Regions from separate parts of the Danio rerio genome. Here region 1 is linked to region 2. A link is a contact called in public Hi-C data. All regions are on one chromosome and are shown on one strand. Each heading gives the region's core, a stretch centred on a gene start, on an enhancer-like site or on the middle of the called end of the contact. The rest is flanking DNA. Distances are from core to core; before and after follow the strand shown. Region 1 holds the start of si:dkey-154p10.3. Region 2 holds the start of puf60a (poly-U binding splicing factor a).

The links. A called contact is a pair of places that touch in the nucleus more often than the background predicts.
Region 1: a contact with region 2 is called in a Hi-C map of hematopoietic stem cells, with 2.1 times the contacts expected there. The contact joins the promoter of si:dkey-154p10.3 here to the promoter of puf60a in region 2. A contact is called at or near these places in 2 of 18 Hi-C or Micro-C datasets (caudal fin and hematopoietic stem cells) and 1 of 4 datasets of contacts at active chromatin or transcription factors (caudal fin).

The regions. Positions count from the first base shown.
Region 1 is chr2:35,793,682-35,799,548 of GRCz12tu, reverse strand. It overlaps si:dkey-154p10.3, which reads right to left and starts at 1,966. Exons shown (of 8, transcript XR_012392701.1): 1 at 1,933-1,966; 2 at 1,095-1,621. It overlaps prpf4ba (pre-mRNA processing factor 4Ba), which reads left to right and starts at 1,175. Exons shown (of 17, transcript XR_012392691.1): 1 at 1,175-1,586; 2 at 2,919-4,091; 3 at 4,860-5,000.
Region 2 is chr2:35,639,979-35,645,527 of GRCz12tu, reverse strand. puf60a (poly-U binding splicing factor a) reads left to right here and starts at 2,900. Exons shown (of 12, transcript NM_001105588.2): 1 at 2,900-2,988; 2 at 3,794-3,856. It overlaps nrbp2a (nuclear receptor binding protein 2a), which reads left to right. Exons shown (of 19, transcript XR_012392719.1): 19 at 1-1,311. It also overlaps a transcript of ccr9a not described here.

The DNA of each region.
Region 1 (5,867 bases), core at 717-3,216, 150 kb before region 2:
TTAATGTAAGAAACTATTCCAAAACTTGAAAATCTATTAAATCAAGCTAATACAGCAGATTGGTGCCTATAGAACTGCAGAAATAATGGTGTTGCCTTGGTTTCTGCAGTAAACATAGAAGCATGATGTCAAATCTATCAGGATTTTGTTTATTTCATAAACTACATAGCATCCTGATACTCGCAGATTTAATTCAGGCAAACTTTAGCATACAACCATACATTGCATAATCAAAAATTATTTAAAATGTAATACCTTGCAAAACAGCTTTTAAGACTTTTTAACACTTTTTAAGGGCTCTGAACTTCTCTACATTGATTGATCAAGCTTTCATCCTTTTTAGGATCCCGCAGACACCCTGATATTGCAAATGTAGTGTCTGAATCTAATTTATTCCTTACAAAAGACGATCCTAAACAAAATTCTAGCTAAGAAATATAGTCAAGGGAGGATTCTGGTTTCTTTATTTAATTTTGGTATTAGATAAAGACAATCCAACACATAAACTAGTGAAAAAGTTTGACCAAAAATTAAATACAGCCATCATTTTCTTGCAGTGATGTTGTTTAAAACATCTATGACTTTTGTTTGTGGTTCAGGAACGTGTTTTGAAGAATAATGGTAATTTGCATTGCCAAACGTACAAACAAATGAAGTCAATGGAATTCAAAATTGTATAGTTAAAAACTTTTTCCAAAATATCTTAACAAAAGAATAAAAAGCTATGCAGGATTGAAAATCTTGATGACAATTTTAATTTTTGGGTAACCCACTGCTTTAAAGGGATGATTTACCCAAAAAGGAAAATTCTGAGATTAATTTCCTATGCTTGGCTTGTTCCTGACCAGTTTGAGTTTTTGTTCTGTTGGACACTTTGTTCTGTTTGAAAAATGTTAAAATCTTTTAAACATTGGCTTGCATTGTGTTTGTTTTTTCTACTATATTTGTGTCACTGTTTACGGATTTCCAACATTCAAAACAGAACAAAAATCTCAAACTGTTTTCTAACAAGTCAAGGGAGAGTAAATAATGCAGAATTTTCATTTTTATGGATGAATTTTCCCTTTAACATCAAAAAAAATCTCTCCAATTACCTCACAGGTTTGTGCCACATGCAAGTTACCATCAGAGCTGGAACCCAGGCCAATATCACATGACCTTGGGCTTATGTTTTGAAACATGCCATACATTGGAAGAAGGAAAGAAATGCGCTCCATGTCCATTTGATCCTCATTGCTCTTTGAGCCAGATTGGAGGTCGCTCTCTAGATCGTATGGAGAACTGTTGTGTTCGACTTCCTCTTCATCATTAACCCTCATTTCTACACACAAACTCTCTTCATCCTCTTTCTCCAGACACGGCAGATGTGGACATGGAGACACTGGATCATGTCTTTCCATAACATGATGGCTAATCTTGGCTTTGTGGCTGCTAGTGAATTGACATATTCTACATCTGTATACTTCAACTAAGAAAGCTTCAACTAAAGTGGACACATGAGCTTCAATGCCCACAGCCGAGTTGCAGTAGAGACTAGAGGTGACGTTTTCTTCTGCAAGTCGAAGAGTTACTGGTTGAACGTCTTGGTATGTATCTTTAAACCCACCCATTTTTGGAAATACTAGAGAAGGAGGAAAATACATTAGTCATTATACACACTTCAATAATAAAGACAAATGTACATGTATTCACATACTGATAGCTAATTAATTTAGTTTTACAGGAAGTTACTGCATGCTACTAGACAATATGGTGTAACGTTAACGTTAGCAAAATAAAAACATTTAGCCATAACAACGACACTAACGTTACTTGTTATTCTGAATTAGCTATTAGGTAGCATTCACTACAGTAATGAGAAGTCAATTAGAAAGAAAGCTACATTTGACATTTAAATCATTCAGTTTAAATTGTGAGTATTTATGTGCGTACCTTCATCAAACAGAGTGGTATATTTACATTACGTAGTTTTCGCTGTGCCGTAGACGCCGGTGGTGTGCTGTTTAGGGACCACAGCGTAATTACCATCCACAGATACAACGTAAAATGTTATATTTTTGCTGTATTGTTCTCTATACTGACAAAAGTAAACACTATAATCATGTGTAAACACAATGTATAACTGTCGAAAACTAAGTGCGTTGACAAAAGAAGTGAACACTAAATTTAAGACAACGGTTTGCAGACTGTTTATCTTTATGATCCCTGCCTCGTTCGTCGCGTCATACACACTGCACATGCGTGGTTTGAAAAAGCTCCAAACGAATGATTCACCCCAATGAACTAAAGCTACTGTGTATCGACTCAGTGATTCAATCAATTCAGATTTCAATATTCAATTCGCGTATAGGTACAGTACAGTAACAAATACTGAGAAGAAAGTGCGACAACATTTCAAACAATTATTTGGACGCCAGTTTCACAATTTATTTTAAGCAAATTTAAGTATCACCCCCAGACTGAATTTTGAATCGACTCTTCGTCAAGCGACTCGGCACACCAGGAAAAATCAAGATGGCGAACATGGACGCGTTAGCCAAAACAATAGCGAAGGATTATGTGTAAGTAATACTTTACGGACTTTATGTCGTATTATTGTGCTAATTAGAAATATACACATTGAGTTACAGGTACTAAAGGTGAACAGTTTTGCTTAAAACTAATCTGATTTGCAGTTTTCTGTCAATATCTGTAAACACGTTTCTGTCTGTGGTCAACGTGAATCATCTGTAACGTTGTTTTTTTTCTTCTTTTTTTGTATGTAGCGATTCTTCAAACAAAACAAAAATCAAAAACAAAATGTTATTTCACATCTCGTATACTGTGGTAGCTTATCTTCATATTTTTGTCGTGCTGGTCGGAAGTAATATTAATATTGCTCTATTGGTCTCTACTTTTTATTGATCTGTTTTTAATAGAGATGATATGGAGAGCTCCGACAGTGTGGATGAAAATGAATGTGTACCTGGTGAAGATGGAGCTAAAAAAGCAGATAACATGGACTTTGCCAGGGTGGAAAAACACAAGAAAAGAAAACACAAACATCGAAGCAAGCACAAAAAGCATAAACATTCCTCACCAGATGAGAGAGACCAAAAGCACAAATACAAACACAAACATAAGCGGAAACACAGAGACTCTTTCCGCGATGATAGAGAATGTTCTACTAGCTATGAAGGTGCAGCCGACTCACCAAAGCGATTCAGACTTGATGACCTTGCTGCTCTGGAGGATCTGGAGAAACAGAGGGCCATGATTCAGGCAGAGCTTGATAATGAGCTGATGGAAGGGTCTGTGCAGTCAGGTATGGGGCTGATATTACAGGGTTATAACTCTGATTCAGAGGACGGGGAGGTCCAGGAGGCTGTTCGAAATGGTGAGCAACAGAGAAAAGATCTCGATGAGCTTGTAACGGTTAAGGGGAATGGCAGAAAATTGCAACAGGATTATGTAAACGATGAACAATTTTATTCTGTGCTTGAAGGCAGAACCATGTCTGAGGAGGTGACAGTCCAGAGCCATAAATCTGAAAAAAGAGAGAGTATGACTGGGTTAGGTATTAAAATCAGCGAGAGACCTAGTGGTCCCAGTGAAACGAAGGAAAGGAGACGATCAAGGAGCACTGACAGATCCAAAGATAGAAGTCGTAGGTCCAAATCTCCTGTGAAATCTAAAGAAGTGCCATCGTCATCAGCCACAAGCAACAGAAAATCAAATACACGGCCTGAAGAGCAAGCTGTAGACCACAGATCCTCATCAAGAAGCAGCAAATCTGGTTCTAAAGAAAGAAGCACCAGCTTGCCAGAAGTTGACAGAGACAAGAAACCAGTAAAGGCCCCCTTAAAAGAAGTCTCTTCTGGGAAAGAGAATCGATCTCCTAGCAGAAAACAAGGTCCAGATCGACTTAGCCCAACTGTGCAGCCCAGGAGCCACCGCTCACCTGAACGCCTACCTGTTGTTCAGAACACAGACAGGGCATCCAGACAGGACAGATCTACGTGCCACAATAGATCCCCTCCGAGGAGAGGCAGATCTCGGTCAGTTGAGAGGAGACGGAGAGAAGAAGAGCGCCAGAGACTCTCTAGTGACAGGTTACTTTCTGTTTTAGCACTTGATTACTAGAAACATTGTGTAATTGCTCTAATTCATATTCATCTAATTAATCTAATTCATAATTCAAAATAGCTAGCAAAAAACATTTTTATAACTGAAAAGAATTTATTTATAATAAACAATTTCAGCATTTTTTTATTTAGTTTAACTTTATAAATGTAAAATAAAGAAATAAAAAGTTATATAAACTATTAATGAAAATTACAGTTGTATCAGTGATACAAATTAAAAATGTTAATTTAAAATTCATCAGTGTTATTGTTAACTACAACAAACAAAACAATTTTTGGGCAAATGGCTACAATATCGCTAAATATAGATATTGTGAAATATAAATTAACAAGAGAGACTTCTAGCTAAAAAAATAAATACTGAAATAAAGCTAAATATATATAGATGGAAAAAACTTTGACTTAAAAAACCTCAACATAAATGAGAAATTTTGACTGTAACTAATTGAAATAAAGTAAAAGATTAAAACAACACACACAAAAAAAACTAAAAGCGAAATATATTTAAAAAACTACAATTATACATAAAGTGACTCAAAATAAACAGACAATAATAAATAAAGGCTATTTAAAAGTAGTAGCAAATAATATATATATAACTCATTATTTGCATATTATGTGTGTATGTTCTAGTCAAATTATGTAAAATAAAATGTATTATTACCAATTATCATATAAACATGCCTTGTTGCTAAAAAATTAAGTCACTTTCATGCTGTTTTGTTGTGCTAACAGGATGCGATCTCGTGATATGGCAGGAGCCCATAGAGAAGACAGTCCTTCTATAAGCTCTAGACGAAGGTTGAACCACTCGCCTCTCAGACGAAGGTCCCGTTCTCCCAGGAGGCGGAGCAGCAGGTCTCCTCTCAGACACAGGTGACTCCTTAGCTGTAACTGTAAATGGTGTCAACTCTTTATACATTAGAGTATTCACCTGTCCAAGAGCATCACAATTACAGTGCTCAGCATATATAAGTAGACCCTTCACAAATCTAACTTTTAAATGTATATTTTTAATAGGAAGATATACAATATTATATTTGTACATCTACATTAGATTAGTCAGTACTAGGGTTGTAACGGTATGAATTTTTCACGGTATGATAATCGTCTAAAACAATACCACGGTTTGACTGTTTCGCGGTATACGGTATGTTACAAATGTTACAAAATAACAGAACAGTGAAGCAAATTTGACTTTTTCCAAATAATATATTTTTAGTTACTATAAACAACACCACTTACAATGAACAAATAAAAATAAGAAAATAATAAATAATGTGTCAAAGTCCAAATAAAGTCCAAATAAACATGGTGCAAATCCTCAGTAAAAAATAGATATAAATATTTACTATACTATAAATAGTTACATAACGAAACTAGATTCAGTATGGAACATCCTTAGGTTTTATGTGCCAGCATGGATATGGTTGTCTATGGATATGGATTTGGAAATGGTTGTCTGCAATGCAGATAAACAGCTGCATCTTCATTTGCGTCTTTTGAAAACAGCAAGAGCAGCAGTTCGTCTTTGCTGTGTCACTGTTTTGTCATGTTTCTATGCTGCTGTGCATGCAAAAGTACTTAGTATGAGAATTATTTCATGCAAAACTTTTTTTTTTGGCGTTTTATTTAGCCACGCATAAATGTATGCCTTTCTCTCATTCCGTGTTGTTCAAAAAGCTTGGTCCACAAACAAAAGCGAAACCTATGCTTATTGGTTGTGATATAGCGAGTTTGAAC
Region 2 (5,549 bases), core at 1,651-4,150:
AATAGGAATTTTTTGAGTGTGAAATCAGTTAATTCAGTGTTAATTCAGCAAAATCAACGACTTTTTAACAGCTATTTTGAATTCTAACAAAATTCCTGAATATCACTTCAAGTAAATGCAATCTAAAAGATTTTGCTTAGACTTTTTTATATTTAACATCATACTTATGTCAAGTGTACACAAATGTTCGATCTGATATTTGCTCAGTTTTAATTAATAAAGCATCTGGTTTTTATTTTATGAAGAAACTGATTCTAATTACTAGCTTTCCAAATCAGATATTTTTAACTAAAGCAACTTGATGCAAACAATTAATCATGGTCAGTGTACCAGTGTGGACATGATTGACATGAGATGTTTTTAATTGCCTTTTTAATGTGAATATGAGCTGGTCCTAAATAGGCTGACTGCTCAAAGGTGTTTAACACAGTATATGGGCCAAGTTTGCTTTTCTTTGTCTTTTACACTGCATACAATAAACTGATCGTTGACTGACTTAGAAGAAGCAAGGTTTACTTTAATAAATCCCTCATTTGGGTGTGAAGGGCTGTCTGACATCTACCACAGTATGCGCACATTTTTATGTCATGCACAATATGATTCATACACTACATTGTATGTATTCTGCGTATGAGAACTTGAACTGTGTCAAGGCCAAAGATGTACTGGGTGCAGCGCTGGCAAGTGTGGATACTATATAGCAAATATAACATCTTGTTGTTGATCAACGCTGTTTTAGATTGCATAATTACAACAGTGTTCGTTCTGTGAAACCATCCATATTGCCATTGCCTTCCGAAGCAATAGTATCAATTTTAGAGATGCTTTCAGTACTGTACTCTAATGGCTTTGACTTCCCAGCATCTCTTGGCTTCAGAATATATGTGCATGTCAGAAAACGAATGCTTGGAATTATATATTTTTATGTTATATTGGCATGGTTTTGCGATGGATGTATTGCAGCTTTTTTTAACTATTAAAAGAGATATATTATCTCCATTCATTCTTACAGATTCAAATGATTGACATGAAAAAGCAGTTCATCTTCCCAGTGTTATTATGAGACTCAAATGTCTTGCAATGTAATGTATGTATGCGTATGTATGTATGTTTGTTTGTAGATACAAGAGATGAATGTACAGTGAGATGTTAAAATATACTCTTCCTAATTCCTGGTGTCCTTTCTCATCTGAATGAATATGACCTTTGCTTTGGGCAGTTTTACTTTATTTTATTATATTTTTATTGTGTTGAAACTGTATACTGTGACATGAAATACTATAACATTAAAATATATAATGAATACTTTAATATGACTGAATGCATTTCTTTTGTATTATAGCAAATGTCTAGTATATAGTGCATATGCAGTGCTCAGCATAATTGATCACACCCCATTTTGAAAATGAATGTTTCATCCATTTGTCAGTGAATATAGGAAATGTATTTTGGTGCATTTAAACGAAACGGATTTATTAAATAGATATATTTATTAAAATTATACTTTAGTCACCAATCATATTTAGAAATTGAAAGATAATACGATTAAATTTAAGAAAGATATTGCAGAACAAAATTACAACCTACAAAATATCAACTCAGTTTTTTTTCTTTTTTTCTTATTTTTTTTTTACTTCTTGATTTTTCTTTTTTTTTTTTAAACGTTTATTATTATTTTACTATAACATATACATTTGGGTGTACTAGTTTTTGGACCGTTATCTTATGTTATTTTGTTAGACAAGCTCCAGATTTGGCTTCAGTGCTGACTAATCTAATGCACACATATAATAATGTATAGCATCCTATTTAAAATATGATTTTAAAAGAGAGATTTGTGAGGGGTCTACCTATATATTCTGAGCACTGTATAACAATAATTCCCTGTGATGGGTTGCAGCTGGAAGGGCATCTGTTGCGTAAAACAAATGCTGGATAAGTTGGCGGTTCATTCCCTTGTGGCGACCCCAGATTAATAAAGGGACTCAGCCAAAAATGAATGAATGTATAACGTCACATGCTGTAAAAGTTCTACATTTACTATATATTGGCATTTTATAAGCATTTTGCTATTAAATTGATTGTACATTTACAGTAATAGCTGTTTTGCTGTTCTAGCATTGTTATATGATAAACTCCTTAAAATTATTTAATAACCAAATACATTAGTATAACAACCAATAACCAAAATATTACAATTTTCATTCTCTCATTCATTCATTTTCTTTTCGACTTGTCCCTTTATTAATCTGGGGTCACCACAGCAGAATGAACCGCCAACTTATCCAGCATATGTTTTAAGCAGCGGATGCCCTTCCAGCTGCAACCCAGTACTGGGAAAAATGCATTCACACTCATTCACACACATACACTATGGACAATTTAGCTTACCCAATTCACCAGTAGCGCATGTCTGGACTGTGGGGGAAACCGAACCACCTGGAGGAAACCCATGTCAACACAGGGAGAAAATGCAAACTCCACACAGAATTGCCAACTGACCTAGCCGAGGCTTGAACCAGTGACCTTTTTGCTGTGAGGCAACATCGCTACCCATTGCGCCACCAATTTTGCAGTTTTATGTTAAAATATTTAATGAGATCGTATTTGTACACAAATTCACTGTTAATAATAATAATAATAATAATAATAATATATATATATTCAGGCTGTACTTCTTTACTTTTACTCAAGTACAAAAGTGTAGTCAATAATTCGACTTTTACGTTTTAAACATGAGTATCTGTACTTTTACTTAATAAAAGGATGTGTATTGTTGCCATCTCTGCCTATATATATTTGCACGTTTTTTTATCAGACTTGTGTGTTTCTCCTGCAATCAGAACGTCTGCACTGCAGCTGCGCGTCTTTTACCCAACTCTTTTTTCTCTCCATCGATATTATCGCGAGATTTCATAGTCTTCCTCACCGTGTGGACGTTAGTGCTGGAAGGTGTGCTCAATGGCGGTCGCTGTTTCGGCGGTAAATGTAATATTTTTCTCAAATTTTCCCTTTATAGTTAAACAGCATTATCACATGCACATGTAGCAATGTTTCCTGTCAGAGGTTTCATTTCAAACAGCTAGATGAACAGTGGAATTGCTAACTAGCTTAGCGCACCCGAGCGGGATTTTCCTCTCGGCCTGCTGCAGCCGCTGCGTGCTTCTTTACATCCACTGTGATTTAATGCTAATGTTCGACCGACTTACTCGCCTCTGATGGATAATAGTTTAACCATCAGAGTCCTTTTAACGGGTTATTGCGAGGATGGTAATTTAAACTTTCGCGTTTACTCTGTTTCTGTACCCGCTACACGAGCTAACGTTTTCACATTCACATTGTCCTAACTTACATGAGCTGAATCCGCTTCCCTGCTGCAAGGCCCAGTACGAACGAAATGCTCTTGTCGAAAGAGTTTGAGCTATTTGGATTTTGCTTCCAGTTGTTATTTGCACTTGAAAGAGTTTATTTGCTCCAATTTATAGATAATTTTAACCGACGTTACATAAGGCCGTGTGGACGGTAAGAACGTTTGGGAGGGGGAGACTCGTAAAGCTTTCATTCAATGCTGCATTTAAACCTTTAGATGTAACGTTTATGTGATTATTCATAATATGAAATCTGTTTAGAGTCAATAAAGACCGCGTGAAGAGTTCAATTAGATTACCAGCACCTAAAACTCCTACCTATTAAAAAACACCAACACCAATACCATAACATGAAAAGTAAGCTGCAATGGTGGGAAATGAACGCAGTCTAACGAGTTTACTGAAACCTCTCTCTTTCTTTATAGACTCTGTTTTGAACAGTAAAAGCTCCCAATATATAAGACAGCCCAGCGGAGAGCAGGCGCTAGGTAAGGGGTTTATCAACTGCTTACCCCGAAATTACACTTCCCCTTTGTTATAAAAGGGGGTTGCCAAGTACTTTTGAGTATCATTTACCTTAGTTATTACACATGTTTGACAAACAGTAGATTGCATTAAGCAACCTGCACTTTTTTCATGAATTGCCCTAATTTAGTATGTGTATAATAAATATCATAAAATGTCAGTGCTGTAAATAGTTTTGCATAGTCATTACATGACAAACATCTTTTCATTATGTTCACCATTATTTGCCATCCAGAACTGTTGTACTATCCTGGTAGCTCTCGTCCTGTTATTTTTGGATGGAATTGAAAAATGTATGTGTTTTTGCACTAATATTCATGTTTGGGGAAATTGTTTTCATTATTTTAAAGTAAGAGTTCAGCAGAAATGAAAATGTACTGAGCCAGATGTTCCAAACAACTGCATTTATTAGCTGAAATGCTTTTCTCAATTATTTTGGTTTAGCAGAAAACATGGAGCGACTTGTAGATTTCAGTCATGGAAATAAAATAGAGTACTGTTTTTTTAAAACAAAAAAATCTGTTAGTGTATATTGGATTTTAATATGTGTCTGTACTAAACTGTAAAAATTAGGGCTGAACTATATAGTTTGAGCATTGATATCGCAGTGTGTGTCTCTGCAATAGTCACATAGCAGGTTTAGATTATTTATTAAAGATTAAAACATAAACATGTTATTAAAAAAAACTATTTAAACAATATTTATCTTTTCTCAGACAGGCGATATTATAAAATGAAACCAAAGATAAAAAAAAAAAACATTTGTTCTTCATCTTTTCTTTAATGTCGCCCTACACCTGCGTAACTTCTACCTTCCTTTAGCAATTTTTTTGTGCGTTGGTTAGCATCTTCCTCTACCTTTTGGGTGCTACCACAGGTTCCTTTGACAGTGCAGAACGTTTCGTCGACATTGTGTGGAGAAAACTTGCAAACATTCAGTCCAGCACTTCAGAATCACATGGCTAGCGATCTAAGGTTTCTGTAAATTTGGCAGGCTGAGAGCATTCTGTACTGTACAGGAGACACGGCACAGAGGATGTTGATTGACTGGTCTACAGCCAATCAGGATGCAAACACAATGCGCTGTAGAAAAAAAAATGTCATTGCACAAACAAAAAATCTGCGAAACCACGAAAAGCAGGCCATGTTATAGTGAGGGATTACTGTACACAAACTTGTGTATCTACAAGACAACTATTCAAAGACTTTTATTACTTGTCAATCTAAACTACATTTTTTATATATATATATATATACTATTTTATTTTATTTTTTTTCTTCTAATAATCTATGTAATGCTTTTTGGTTTAATTACCAGATGGCTCTTCAGTGTTTAATTTCAACAAAAATTGGAGAACTCCCATGCAGGTCATTCATCCATTGCTTCATTAAACATAAAATAAATTGATGTTAAGTAAAAACAAACAAAAAAAATGGTTATTGAAGTCATTTTTCACATCATATTTAGGTGCCTGAAGAGGAAATCAAGAAAAAATTAGTTTACATTCTATTATTGCACCTGCTTTCAAAAAAGCCCAATGCAGAAGTAATCCTCTGAATCAAAACAAATTAGAAAAGTCATTCAGTGAAAATCTTGCAATTACTCTTAAAAACAAAATCACATGTTTGGAAATTGGAACAACACAAGTAAATGCT